2 separate regions of the Mus musculus genome follow, and region 1 is linked to region 2. A link is a contact called in public HiChIP or PLAC-seq data. All regions are on one chromosome and are shown on one strand. Each heading gives the region's core, a stretch centred on a gene start, on an enhancer-like site or on the middle of the called end of the contact. The rest is flanking DNA. Distances are from core to core; before and after follow the strand shown. Region 1 overlaps Poc1b (POC1 centriolar protein B). Region 2 has its middle 44 kb from the start of Gm34983.

The links. HiChIP or PLAC-seq counts read pairs in DNA pulled down with a chosen protein or histone mark.
Region 1: a contact with region 2 is called in a CTCF HiChIP or PLAC-seq map of pro-B cells, with 6 times the contacts expected there. The contact joins two enhancer-like sites. A contact is called at or near these places in 8 of 39 promoter capture datasets (the C10 cell line, the HPC-7 cell line, liver and 4 more), 4 of 15 datasets of contacts at CTCF or cohesin (CD8 T cells, embryonic stem cells and pro-B cells), 42 of 484 Hi-C or Micro-C datasets (8-cell embryo, B cells, CD8 T cells and 12 more), 9 of 115 datasets of contacts at active chromatin or transcription factors (the 230-238 cell line, T-cell acute lymphoblastic leukemia, embryonic stem cells and 2 more) and 2 of 9 other capture datasets (adipose tissue and embryonic stem cells).

Annotation. Positions count from the first base shown.
Region 1 is chr10:99,192,650-99,200,226 of GRCm38.p6, reverse strand. It overlaps Poc1b (POC1 centriolar protein B), which reads right to left. Exons shown (of 12, transcript NM_027740.7): 11 at 7,230-7,445; 12 at 2,153-3,601. The coding sequence ends at 3,497. Among named protein-coding and RNA genes, the nearest start is that of Gm34574, 36 kb to the left of the region's middle. Within about 2 kb of position 2,021, at least 89 of the 459 cell types and tissues checked have an H3K27ac peak or open chromatin away from gene starts, as enhancers often do. A contact at or near this core is called in CD8 T cells, the N1E-115 cell line, microglia and 2 more, where this site is marked.
Region 2 is chr10:99,412,363-99,419,749 of GRCm38.p6, reverse strand. No RefSeq gene overlaps it. Among named protein-coding and RNA genes, the nearest start is that of Gm34983, 44 kb to the left of the region's middle. Within about 2 kb of position 2,504, at least 37 of the 459 cell types and tissues checked have an H3K27ac peak or open chromatin away from gene starts, as enhancers often do. A contact at or near this core is called in CD8 T cells, the N1E-115 cell line, microglia and 2 more, where this site is marked.

The sequences.
Region 1 (7,577 bases), core at 772-3,271, 220 kb after region 2:
ATATGGGGCAGAAAATCTTAAGCGGCAGCTAGGCAGAGAGGTTTGAGAACTGTTGGTGGGAGTTACCATGTCATTGGTTGGACAGGTTATTAAGGAGAAAGTGACAGTCTCAAACGATGTGACACATTGGTTCAGTAGGTGTTCTCCCTTGATCCCAGATATCCCAAGGACTCAGAGTCACTCATTACCTCACTTAACACTGAGATTCTTGCAATGGGCCGCTCGGGCATTCTTCTCAGAAGCCCCTGCCAGAGCAGAGTTGCTGCAAAGAGCCGCCTTCCTCTGTCTGGGACCCCCTGAGCAAGGCTCACTACAATCTGGGCCTTGTTCTCAGCCCTAGGGTTCTAGTAGGGAGTGGTAGGCAGAACTCCGGCCTGGAAGTCAGGTTTGCAGGAGGCAGGTAGATCAGAGGGTATGCACACTGGAGGAAGCCAGGCTGGGGTGTAAGAAGTATAGGGAGGGTTCCTATTTCAGTCTGGGAGTCTGGAAGTGAAAGGAACCTGAATGGAGAACTAACTCCCTCAAGGCAGACAATTCCAATCAAGGGAGGCCCAAGGGGGAGGGGTAAGCGTAATGGTGTTTACCCAGAGGAAGGGATACAAGGGTTGGGGGTGGACGGACAATGTGTAGTTAAGACTAGAGCCTTTACTATTTACTAGTCTTACTAGACTTTACTAGTCTTCCTCACTAGCCTTTACTTTGTTACTAAGATGGGACCATGCTTGGTTGCAATAGCCTTTTAGACAAGTCTCTCTTGGCAACCCATCTGGCTTCCTGCCTCAGCCTGGTGAACACTCAGATTGTAGGTCTGTGTCACCACCGAGAGAGAGAGAGAGAGAGAGAGAGAGAGAGAGAGAGAGAGAGAGAGAGAGGCGCTTGGTTGACTCTTGCTCTCCTAGAACCACGCTAGCCAGCTGTGTGAGCATGGGAAGGGGTGACCGGAGGGAGACAAGTTATGGGTCACCTGAAAAATGATCCAGGCAAGAGATGACAGCGATAGAGATGACAGAGATTTGGATTATTCACGAAACGGAGGTGGTAAGGAGTGACTGGGTGTTTTATATACTTGATAAAGCCTTCCTGAAGGGCTGAACTGTTGTTAGTGAGACAAAGCCGTTAGAATGACTCCACGTGTTGAATCTGGGCAATGAAGGAAGTTAGTCACTCTTGAGGTGGTGAAGATGAAGCAAAGAGCTCCTAGTGATGTGGTGTTCTGGGATGGCATTTGGCGATGCCAATGAAGAACTTTTTGGGTTTTTTGGTTTTTTTCTAAGCGTGGTGGTTCGTGCCTTTAATATCAGCCCTTGGGAGTCACAGGCAGGTAGATATTCTGAATTTGAGGCAAGCCAGGTCCACATAGCAAGTTCCAAGTCAGCTAGAGCTCCATAATTGAGGCCCTATCTCTACAAAAGTTTTAATATAGCCCAGGTTTGCCTTGATATCCTCATTCTCCTGCCTCCATGTACCAGTGAGGGAACTACGTGTGTGTGTGTGTGTGTGTGTGTGTGTGTGTGTGTGTGTTAGCAGCTCAGCTTCTTTGGGGAGCTCAGAGGGGAGAAACTCAAGTTAGGAAGCAGAAGGTGCTGCTGTTGCTGGAGGGAATTTCTTAAGAGCAAGGAGAAAGGGGTAGGGAAATCAGAAAACGACCCTCTTGGAAAAGTTTCAGGGCTTTTTGCCCCCCCCCCCCTTTGTTTTTCCGAGACCGAGGTTTCTCTGCATAGCCCTGCCTGTCCTAGAACTCATCCTGGAGACCAGGCTGTGTTCAAACCCAAGAGATCAGCCTGCCTCTGCCTCCTGAGTGCTGGGATTGAAGTTGTCCGTCACCATTGCCTGGCTAGGACTTTTGGTCTTATCGAGGTTCTGTGGCGATGAGGAAAGTGTGGTCCCCTCAGGCTGTGGGGACGGAACCAGCGGAAGCTGGATCACTGATCTCTAAATGGGGGCCCCAGGCTTGGAGCAACCAAATCAGCTTAAGCTTGTTACAGACGCAGGGCCCCTTCTGCAACTGATGAGTCACAAGCACTAGAGATAAGGTTAGAGATCGAGAGCTGGGAACCCTTCAGGAGCTTGCTATGCACACTGGGGCCCACAGGACTGCGGTAATAGGGTCAGTGACAAGGTTGTCAATGTTTAAAAAAAGAGAAGACATTGATCTTTTTAAAAAAGAGAAGTGTCTTTATTGTTTGAAGCATAAAAAAGAGGAAACAAAAGTTGGCATTACATTTCATTTTTTTTTATGTCGTCTTCTCAATGAAGGTATAAAAATACATGGCCACTTAGTTTTGTGAGCTGGGAAAAATGTCAAGATGGTTACACTCACAGGACAGAGAAGGCACTTACAACACACAGGAGACAGAAGAGAAAAGCAGCTCAGAGGCACAAAACCGAAACCGCTTGGAGAACAACCTCTCCATTCCCACACCATTGTTTCTCCATTTTTCTGTACACAGATGGCATCTGCCCCTGCTACACAGCCGTGCCGGCCTTTGTTCTGTGTGCCCAGAGCCAGCTGCCTTGAATTTGCCTTTTTTTTTTTTTAACTTTGATTTCCATTTTGTTTAAGATAGAGAAACGTTCTTAACTTGTGTTCAAGATCTTTTAGAATGCCTGACCCATTTTCATTTCAAATCACAATTCATTAAACTAAAATAGACGATGCACTTTTTTTTTTCCTAAATAAAAATGCACTTATTTCAGCCACCAGAATCACCTTAAGCAATAATACATGTGATTCATGTGTGCATCCTTTTCATCATTTTGGCTTTTTAGCGTACTGAAAGCACACAGGCATAATCTCTGTGAGCTGTGGCCACAGGTTCAGTATGACCCAGACCACTCAGTGTGTTCACCTGTAACACCAGAGATGCGCACGTCCCATGCAGTTCCCACCAGACAAGGAAAACGCCTGCCTTGTCACGTGAGCACGCTTGCTAATCACAAGCAGCTGATTCTTGCTGTGGCAATACTGAGGGAGGGAGCATGGTTTCAAGGCAGACTCTTTTTGACCTGAAAGAACTACGAGCCAGCTCAGTTTTCTACATCTCAGATGCTATCTGAAAGCAAGCGAATGGTTTCCCCTCAAGGCTGTGCTCACCTAAGAAACACATTCATTACCTTCAGGAACTGCCTGGGCATGGTCATTCTGCGATGGTGCAACAATAAAATCTAGAGGTCCGCTTACTTTCCTGGTGGGGATCTGCATGTTAAATAAAAGCTGACATTTCAAATAATATGGGGGAGGGGGGAAATGGGGTGATTAAAATGTTCATAACTTTATTACTGCAATTAGACCTGGGAGGAGCATAACTTGATCCTTGACATTGATTTGTGTGTTTAAGTCAGTCCCTGAGAATGCCTGGAACCTTTTCGGTTTCGTTGCTCACCCTCTGAAGAATCGGTTAGTGCGTGGCAGGGGTGTGGAAGGCCTCGGCTACCTCCAGAGTGTGTGAGCCCGTCTTCTGGCGACTGACCTGACCTCGCTCACGGCCCTCCCTGCTCAGCTCTTCTGTTGGACAGCGCTGAAAAGCTTTTGCTGATTCTCAAGGCAGTCTCTCAGCTTATCTTCTGTCAAAGACAGTCGCTGCTCCAGAATTGAAACAGTCTGCAAACAAAACAACAACAACAACAAAAAAACAACGGCGTCAGAGCCTGAGACCCTGCTCATGAGGGGGACAGTAAGCGCACCTCCATATGAGGCTCTTGTAGGGCCTGGATATCAAACACCTGGCCCCAAACTGGCTAAAAAAAACCGAGCCTGCCTGCAGAGCAAAGCACTATCAGTTATGGAGGAAACTAAAAGAAAACCACCCAACCCAACCCAACCCAACCCAACCCAACCCAACCCAACCCAACCAAAACCCCAACCAAAAACCTGCCGAATATGAAGAAAGAGGGCTCTGAGCCCAGGCCTCCGGAGAATATCCTTGCCTATGGTCTAAAAACTCAGGGTCAGAGATGAAGTCATCCCCAGTCCTCTAAGCCATACAGGTTAAAGCACACGTTCCCGGTGTAGGCACTACTGACGTGTTACCAGTGGCCACTTTGTCACAGTCCACCCTGTAGTGGCCATCCTTATAGCATTACAGAAAGGTGGAAGGGAGACTGCTACACAAACACCATGGCTGCCACCAGCTTGGCAGGAGGACTGATGAATCAGGAGTGTCTTAGGCTGCTGGACACACAGGACACAGTGGACTGAGGTTCTCCTAACTCCTTCAGCATAGAACGACGTGTGCGTGTAATAATACCGTCACACTGTAGATGTTAAACTTGGGAAAAATAATTGTGTTGTTGACCAGACTTTTATAGCTTTAAAAAAAGATTTATTTATTTTATGTATATGAGTGCTCTGTCTGCTGCACTCCAGCAGAGCTCATCAGAACTAATTATAGATGGTTATGAGCCACCATGTGGATGCTGGGAATTGAACTTAGGACCTCTGGAAAAGCAGTCAGTGCTCTTAACCTCTGAGCCATCTCTCTAGCCCTAGCTTTTCTTAAAAAAAAAAAAAACAAACAAACAAAACAAAAAACAAACCCCCCTTTTTATTATAAACTGAAATGTAGACCAGGAAGCCACATGAAACTTGCATGTTGCATGGTAAGTCTTCCTAAGAGACCAGCTGACATTCCCAGCCACATCCAGAACTTTCTGAGTGGCTTCCACGGTTTCATCCCGTACCCTCCTTTATGCCCAGCTTTAAATCACCGGCTCACTTATGGTTTTAATTCCCAAATGGTCACACCTCTCCCTTTTTCTTGACTCTCAACCACTAGCAGGCTCGGGCCGTTTGTCTATCCGTGACATTTATACTGATCTGTACTGCAGGGACTACCCAGTTAGCACACAGCTCAACCTGTCGTCTGAGGTGGCAGCAGGTGATCTATCTCCTCATGAGAGGGCACAGTGAAAGTGCCCGGTGTCTCCCCTTCAGGGATGTTCACTGACTAGTCACTAGGGAGTGGAATGATAACTTAGCACTAAAATTCTTAGTTTGTGTACTTAGTTGGTGTAAATAAGAGGGGTTTTCAGTTTTGTTGTTCGTATTTTTTGTTTTTCGAGAAAGGGTTTCTCTGTATAGTTCTGGCTGTCCTGGAACTCACTCTATGTAGACCAGGCTGGCCTCGAACTAACAGAGATCTGTTTGCCTCTGCCTCCTGAGTCCTGAGATTAAAGGTGTGCACCAGCACTGCCAAAATAAGTAAGTGTTCTTAAAAGGGGGAGAGACAGAGGGGGTGGAGGAGAAAGAGGGGAAGAGGAAGGAGGGAGGGAGGGAAGAGAGGGGGAGGGAGGGAGAATTCGCTTATTGATGGACTACTTAGTCATCTAGTAATAGGGTTCATACAGGAAAGGCAAACAAGATAAATGTCAAGATAAGGAAGTGACTGTCCTTCCTTCCTTCTTTGAAGGTAACAGTCATCATTTAAAAGCTTTCGCTTTCATATTCCATAGAACAATTCATCATTATATAAAGATAATCATGATGCTGATATTTTCTTAAATGTCTATTATGTACCAAGTAACTTGTCAGATAGTTATTACAGTTATACATGCTAAAGTTGTTGATGTGTGCATTATATTATCTTTGATTATACTTCCTCTATCAGCCCCCAAGTCTACTTGACTTTGCCTCTCTCCTCTCTCTGTAATATAGTTAGACATCCTGCAGCTTAGGTGATGGCTTGGAACACATTTGCTTTACTTGTGACTTGCCTAGACAGACTTCTTTTCTTCTGCAGGCATGCTCTGCCTTGCCTTCAATCCCTTAATATATAAAAGGAAATGAACTCCTTAAGGTTAACCATAACACACCCAAAGGGGAATTTAGTGAGACAGAAAGTGGTCCATTAACTGTGAACCAGGTAGAAAGGTGGGGGGAGGGGGAGGGGTAGAGGGGGAGGGGCAGAGGGGGAGGAGGAGGGGGAGGGGAGGACTCAGTTGGAGAGTCCTAAAGAGGACTTGACTGAGTAGTAACAGGAAGGAAGTCCTGTCAACTAAAATTGAATCTGGCATCTGAGAGGTTAACAGTTTCTAAAGGGAAGGATGTCTGGTAAACACAGGTGGGTCACCTGTAGCACACAATGTTAAAGTGAAAACACGTGAATTTAGTATGATTTTTAGTGAACAAATAAGACTGCAAAGTCTCACACGGGTCTTTCACACTGTATGACAGAACTCCACAACCATAGGCACGTAACTTCCAGGGCCCTGAGGTGACATCTTCTCTAGTTTTTACAAAGAAAGGTTTTACTCCAGAGAAAGGAAATGGAGCCTGTGGAAGTGAGACCTGGGCACTGCCTAAGCTCCAGCACTCCAGTGACAGGGGCAGAGCTAGAGCTGCGACCAGAGGTGATGTCCACGCAGGAGCCTCTGAGATTGAACTAGTCACTCTGGGCAAGAGGCTGGCCCTGCTCTTTCTCCCGTGCTCACCTCTTGCTCTGTGTAACTCGTGGCCAGTGTGTGCACTTAACAATGCTGCACACAGCAAAGCATAAGTGTGCAGAAGGAAGAGGGCCACAAAGGCAGAGGGAGCACTACTGCTGTCTCCGCTCCAACACAAGACTTCCCTTATATACATTAGGTCCATACCTCCCAAGACCTGGGAGGTTTTTAGTACAGTATTTCATGTCTATTATTATTCTTTGTTTTGGTAAAATGCTCCTAAGAGACTGGCTAAGATTTTAATAGGAAGACAAGCCTCCTTCTCCTGTAGAAGAAACTCTGGAGAGAGCTCTACATTACACACTGAGCTGGCAGAGTGTTTTCAGTGAAGACTATAAACTTTGGCAATATTTTGTACTATACAGGAGTTTTTACTTACAGTACATTTTTCTTATGCTATTAAATATTTCTTTATATGTGACCTAATATAAATATACCACATCACAAATTCACAGGATAGAACGTTACTGCTTAGGACCAACTGGCATTTATAGCACAGAATACTACCACTGATGTCTGCACAGATGATACAAATGCCAGAGAGAACAAAGTGCATGTGTACATATGTACACACACACACACACACACACACACACACACACACACACACAGAGGCACACATATACTGTTCTATATAAATTCTCTCAGACCAGGTTAGCCCTAAGTGCCTTGCTAGTGACTGACTGAGTTTGCCTTGCCAGGATAACGCCCCTGCTCTGTTAGTCTCACATCCTGCATCCCGGGAGGGCTCTGCCTATCTTACTCAGGGTGGCGCCAGGCCAGCCCACCTGGGTTAGGATGTTGAGTTGTTCCATAATGTGCTCCAGTGCGTCAGCCACCGCCAGCGGGACGCTCCTCAGGCTTTCGGAGGGCACATCACTTACATCTTCTGGTCTCTTTTTCACAGTTGTGGATGAACATTCTGGCATTAACAAAGGGTTCAAGAAATACCTACAGATGTCTTCACCCTTGCCTGGCACAGCTCGATAGGTGGAATCCGTCATCTTTAATGTCATGGAAAAGACAGAAACAAAGTTTCCAAACTTAAACAGTATATATACACATATGCATATATAAATATATATCTAACAGTTCCAGATTTATCTTTTTATGAATCATTTTATCTTCTTTATATA
Region 2 (7,387 bases), core at 1,255-3,754:
AATGATTCAATCAGTAATTACACATTTGTAATTGGCTCACTTATTTTGCCAAGTGTTGTTTGGATTCATTATGCAGCTCCGACGTGCTGCTGTTGCTCTGTTCCACGTCACAGTGCCTCTCCACTCAGAAGATTATAATTAGCATCCGATTCGATGCCTGATTATTATTGCATTCTACATTCAGACATACGCACTAATAAGTGTATTTGTATATAATTAGATGTTAGTTTTAGTAATGCTTTGTACCATTCCAAAACTATCGGAGTTATGAGTATTTTTAACTTTGGTTCCATAAAGAAGTGAATTACACTGTCATCACATTTTTTTTCCCACAGGGAGCAATGAAACATAGACTCTATTCAATGAAAACGTAAAGAAATGCATCAAATATACATTTTATTTGGTCTATAAAGAGTACATAATTTCATATGAATGGCTTATATATGGTTTATATATCTGTATATAAAGATAGATAGCCATACATGTGTGTGAATATATGTGTGTATGTATATGTGTATATATCTATAAATGTATATACACATATATATATGTATATATACATATATATATATATATATATATATATATATATATATATAACTTTGTATCTTGTTGAACATTCTAGGAAATATGAAGAACCTCATATTTGGAGATACAATTTAATGTAAATTAATATAATCAGTATAAATTAATACTGAATTCCTTCTCTGACTGCTGGCTGAGCCTCAAGTTCTTTAAGTGACAAAATGCCTATTCTAGTGAAATGAGTCCATTCAAGCCACGTTAGATTACACTAAATGGGTTTATTTGCAAGCTGCTCTTGGGGACCCAAAGATCAAGGCCAGGGAAGTCACCATGGGGAGAGAAAAGGGAGAGGAGGCAGAAGAGAAAGAAAGGATGCTCTTGCAGAGAGAGGGAGAGAAGAGAGAGATCAAAATCTCTGCATTATGTAGGGAAGAGTCCCTGGGGGAAGGGCAGCCCAGCCCCTGGACTGGAAAATTCAAGGTTGGGGGCAGGGTATGCCAGTCAGGGACTGAGGGATGCTGGGAGAACCTGCTTTGATATGTAAAATCTGTACCTCAGTCCCTTTTTGGGGGGTGGGGGGTGAAGTTCTGAAACCAAACACAGGCAACAAATGAGAGAATTAGTTTTCCCCTTGAATGAGCCCCCTAATTGATTACCCAACACCAAATGGTATCCCCTCAAATCACATACACACAAACAACACTCAGTGTGTGACAATAATGAAAAAGAGTCCATGAATTTGAAAGGAAGTAAGGAGAGAAACACGGAAAATGTCAAAGGTAGAGGACACAGGAGAGGTTGGAGGGAGGAACGGAGTCTTAGCTGCTTTGTCATTGCTGGGATAAGATGCTATGTTCATGAAAATCATAGAAAAAAAAAGTTTATTTGGGGCTTATGGTTTCATAGAATGAGTCTATGATGGTGGAACAGTGGGAGCAAGAGGCAGGTTTCTGGAGCGATGCTGGAAGCTCACGTCTCAATGAGCAAGCAGGAGAGAGAGAGAGAGAGAGAGAGAGAGAGAGAGAGAGAGAGAGAGAGAGAGAGAGAGAGAGAGAGAGAGAGAGAGAGAGAGAGAACGCAATAGATATGGTGAGATGATTTGAAAACCTCAAACTGGCCCACAGCAAGACTACACCTCTTAATATCTCCCAAACAGCCGCCAAATGGAAGACAAATATTCAAATACATGAGCTTATGTAGTCCTGTTGCCTGTGCTCTGGACAGCTCTCCAAAGGACTCTACCTGCCCTTGGGGGTTGGAACCGAGCTGGTGAAGAATCAATGACACAGAGCAGGTGAGAAACCTGCAGCAAACTCCTTTAATACCCTCCACCCGCGCCCCCATTGGTCCCAAGAAAACACCTCTTCCAAATAGCAGTTCCTGATTGGCTGGCACTCTTTGCATGAGCAATCCTTGGTCTCTCAGCAGTCCTCAAACAGGTCCTCCTGCAGGAGCTGCTTGGGGGCGGAGCGAGGGTGGGATGGCGGGAGGGGGGAGTATGGGGGTGGGGACAGCGTTTACAAAGAGGCAGCCCTGCTGTCCCTGCTACATGAGCCATTCTCATTCAAACCATCACAAAAGGAGGGGGGAAATGAAATGATTATATTTTAATTAAACTTTTTAATTGTTAAGGGAAAGAAAGAAAGAAAGAAAAAAAGAAAGAAAGAACAAAAGAAAGAGTGATTAAAAAAAATACCAGACTTCAACTTTTTGGATTCTACATGCATACAAACGAATCTATTTATATCCATGTATATACATAAGCACACACTCATGAACACACTTACATAAACATGTGCATACATACACACACACATACAAAAAAAACAGAAAAAAAGTTTGGTATTCAATTCATTTTCACTTCCTTTTAGATGTTTTTCCCCCACTAAAATCTGGTTCCTGAGTCCAGGATGATCTTGGCACCCACCACCTACGAGGAACTCTGTTAATGCGGGCAGAACACAATGCCTTCCTGACGGGGCCTGCAGACAACTGCAGTGCTTGTCACTGAGAGACTTCTGGGAGCTTTGTGCTTTCTTCACCCTGACATCTAAAGAAGATGGAAGATCCTTATTTTAAGATTTTTCAAAGATTGTCTGGATCTTAGTCAGAAAGTGTCACAAAGAAAAGAAGAAAAGTTTTAGTGTTTCTGTGTGTTGGGTTTTTTTTTTTTTTTCAAACTCACTTCCTGCCTACCCAAGTAGCAAGCAGGGCCTTGGTGGTTCTGTTTTGAAGTGGCAATTTCTATAACATCCTTTTGAGATAATTATCTGTTTTTGTGGTTTTGAAAGAATACAATAAAACCTAATTTGAATGCAGATGAGATATTAAAACTGAGGGAATTTTTTTTTTCTAATTCCACCTTTGCAATTTACCTTAGGAAAAAAATTCTTTTTGATTTCTCCCTCAAATTTTTATCAATTATCATCAGTGTAATTTCTTAACAAATTAGACCTTTCGTTCCTTTCCTGCTCATTGATTTTCGGTTCATCCAGTTTCCAATTTGATGCATCTCTTTTAAAGAAAACAGGCAGACCATGCCAGGGAATGATCACACGTTCCCCAAAATGAGGTCTTAATTTCAACTATAGCTGTGGACGAGTGAACTACAACCTGAATAAATACAAAACATCTGACCCTTGCAGCGCTGAGATTGGCCAGATCGCAATCAACTGGTACTTCCTTCTTCCTAATTTTAATTCCATTTGAGAATTGCCCGTGATAATTGGACCCAGGTCTCTTCCCAAAGTAACATTATCTCAGAGTTTACAATTTCGTTAACCTCCTGTGATTAGCAAGAGGAGCATGCCAAAGCCCTCACTGATTGCTCTGGGCTGGGACACGTGGCTCCAGCAAGCCTTGCTTGCATGAAAAGTGGCCGACACTGTGTGACCAACCCAAGCTGATGCAATTCCTTCACAGAGAAAGTACAGTAAAGGGTCCCCAGTTAAGTCACAGAACTGCAGGGGAGCCGTCATGCTGGTTTTAAAAATGAAAACCACCAAGTAACTGAGAAATTACTTTGAATAAGTTCAAGTAAAAACCGTAAGTTCAAGAACCATATTAAAACGTAGAGGATCTGGACTTCTCTGATTGAATAAATACCTTCTTAGCTTACTTCATAACCAGAGATGGAAAAATATTAAAATTAAATGGGATAATTACTTTTCAAATCTGATCTAGCGCTCATAAGAACGAAGCAGGAAATTTTAGATAATCACACCTCTAGTCATAAGTAAGTAGCTAATGAAATCTCAAACTGGGAACATTGATTTTTGAAGAGACCTGAGTCAAATTATAATGAGACCAAATATAGAACTAAAATTAGGTAAGAACTCAAGTAACGTTTTAGTAAAATAATCTCATATTTATAGTATGCCTAAAAGGTATGTTAAATGTAATATTGTTTTGATCATTGGTGTGAGAAGAAACATTTAGAATATAAAATCCAGTTACTGCAGAGATGTTTAGAACTCTTTTCTACCTCAGCTTTAAGAAAAAAAAACTTTGAAAATAACTTTCTATTTCTTCCTTAAATATCTTTGAAAATAATAATCGGATGTAAAATAAATTTCTAAAAGTTTAGAGTGCTTAGAGGTTCTGTAAACTTGAAAGGATATTCATAGTGCATCATGAAAATAAAATCTTTCCCCTTATAGCATCTGGGAAAACCCACACAGCAATTCACACAACACAAATCTCTGGAATGGTGGGCTATGTGTCGTTTCCTCTCCTACCATATTATTGAATAGATGGATAATCGCATGCTTGATAGCATGAGAGATGATGCGAATTCTCTAACAGGGTCTCCTATATTCAGGAAAGGTGGAAAGGTGGACACAGGAAACGGCGAGGATGCTAGCCTGCTTTACTGTAGTGATGGCTTCACTAGCCATAGCTACATCATGACGAGCGTGTGAGAGAACCACCCTGCACACCTTCAGTTTACCGTCTTGGGCAGTGGCTCAGGAGGGTGATGGTTAAGGGATTAGGCAGCAAGCGTGAGGATCTGAGGCCAGATTCCCCACAACCTAGGTGAAGCCAGATATAGTATGGCACGCCTGTAATTCTAGTTCTCATACATGGAGGTGAGGACAGAAGATGCCATGGAAGCTCATGTACCAATAGTTTGCCTGACATAGTGGCTCATAACGGTTCAGTCTCAGATGAAGTAGAAGGTGAGAAATGAAACACAAAGTTGTCTTCTGGCCTTTACACGCTTTGTGCCTTAGTAGACATGTGTGTACACGCATGCATACATATATGTATATATGTATAACTTTAAAAGTAACTGAATAAATATTTCTTGAGGGATTTTAAAAACTGGGCTCAGTACTGTTTGGAAATCCTGCTAATTAAGGTCAAAGTCTACCTCTGAACTTGGTACAAAATGGGGGACTCCCCTTTTTCCAGCAGGGCATTCATAGTACTTTAAACTCTAGCCAATGATTTTACATTCACCCTGAAAACTCCTTCCCACTCTCCAAGATTCATATATAGCCCTTGGTGTATAAGGTGTACGCACACCAGCTGTCTTTCTGAAGATTATCTAAGAGAACTGCTCCGTTGGATGTAGTCTAAAAGAGCTATAACATTAAAATCCTCAGAGAAGGCCTTCTTTGGAGAAGGTATATCCCACCCTCCTACCCTCCCATCCCCCCACCCACTCCTAGCCAAACCTGGAGCCTGCAGACCCCACCCATTCCAAACTCTGCTTCATCCTTCCAGCACCTGGTCACTCTGAGGGAGGAAACAGAGGATGCTGAACCACGGCTGGTCCCCAACACGCATACCACACAGTACTAGGCACTACAGAACAGGAACACACGGGTGCACAAAAGAAATCCTTATCCTGTTAGAGTTTGTTATCTACCAGGCTAACACAAACAAAGAATGCTATAAGGGCTGACAACATGGAGAGTGTTAGTTGGCGATAAATGTTTGGTATAAAAATTAAACAAATAGCCAGGCATGGTGGCACACGCCTTTAATCCCAGCACTTGGGAGGCAGAGGCAGGCAGATTTCTGAGTTCAAGGCCAGCCTGATCTACAAAGTGAGTTCCAGGACAGCCAGGGCTACACAGAGAAACCCTGTCTCCAAAAACCAAAAAAAAAAAAAAAAAAAAAAGAAAGAAAGAAATTAAACAAAGAAGCAACATTAGAGATGTCAGGTATAAGTACTGCCTAAACTGTGTGTGTTCAGCAAGGGCATATGTTAGTTGCATTTTTTTCTTAACCCAGCTAGCTCCCAAATAATTGAGAAAAGACTATTTTATTTATTGAACAGCTTTGAGGCACAATGAATGAGCAGTGTTAATCTATTTTAATCCGATAAACTAACCTGGCAAAATCCCTGAGATGCTTGCATTGTGTGACTTTCTCTGTTCCAGATGTTTTTATGATGTTTCGGGGACCCTTTTCTCCTGGCTGAATCTCCACTTCCTTTCTCTCCCTCTCGATCCCCTTGCTGGGAGGAAGTCCAGCCCTATTTTCTCCCTGTTCTGTCGCTGGCTGATCAGCTCTTTATTGACCAATCAGGGAATAACTGGAGAGCAATGTTTATACCACATGGAGGCAGGAGAGTCTCAGAGTAAGGACTACAACCAAACATGGGGACACAGAAGTCAACATTTGAGTAATACAAGAATTATCTTTATATGGGAAACAGTAACATTATGCCTACAGGGAAGGGTAGGATAAACATAGCAGATGGAATTGAGAGGAGATAAACTTAAAGTATGCTGACCATTATAAGACTTGTACTCTGTGTATGATAGAGAACCATTGGGAAGTTTTTGAGCAGAGATCCACTCATACTGTAACAAGATCACTATAGCCATTGTGTTATGGATATAATAAATGCATAGCCAAAGCAAGAAAACCACTTAAGAGGCGAGTCCAGCCATCTAAGAGAGAGATGGTGGTATAAGTCTTCTGGCTACCACTCTACATTTTCATGTACACTTGTGAATATTTTGTAATCATTAATATCATTACATCTACAGGTTGCATCAATAATCACATTCAAGGTGGTTTTAAGACGAGCTGGGGAGGGGGGAATTCTTCCCTCCATCTTAGGTCTTTATTATTCTGTAAACCTTGTACACAAGTCGAGCCAAGTAACTTATTTCCTAAATAGTTCACAAATGTTCCGCACCTGACCCTCAGAGCAGCAGTCTGGTCATAGATCACGCATCACTCAGTTGCTGAACATCTCCAAGGAATCAACAAACATATGGTTGGCTGCACCTGCTCGTGGCTTCACCTGAGGCACTCTTGGGGGAAATCCAGAGATGCTCAAGCCAGACCTCACAAGGAGTTGCCCATATTAAAAGACTGTGTACATGGTAAAAAAAATAAAATAAAATAAACATTCACAATCTCTCTATCAGGCTTCTTAATTATAAAGAAATAAAGTACTAATGAAAACTAGGACTTATAAAGTCCTGATTCTGTGGTTATTAAAAAGCTAAGTGCTCTCTCTCCTTTCTTCCTTTTCTCTTCTCTTCTCTTCTCTCCTCTCCTCTTCTCTTCTCTTCTCTTCTCTTCTCTTCTCTTCTCTTCTCTTCTCTTCTCTTCTCTTCTCTTCTTTTCTTTTGTAAGTTAGGAATAAATTCACTAGCAGAGGAACAGACCAAAAAATGGAACCATGAAGTATAAGATTAGAATTTCAGTCCCGTGGAAAGACTCTGTTGCTGAAGATACCACACACCACGATGACAGGACATGAAAAAGTCAAGTTGATACTTGAGAGGAAACTTCCCTTGCTGGCTAGCTTTCATACTACCAAAGAGGCAGCAACAAGACTGTAAAAGCCAGAGGTCAGAGAGGAAGCCAGAGGCCCTGCTGTAGTCGTGAACTC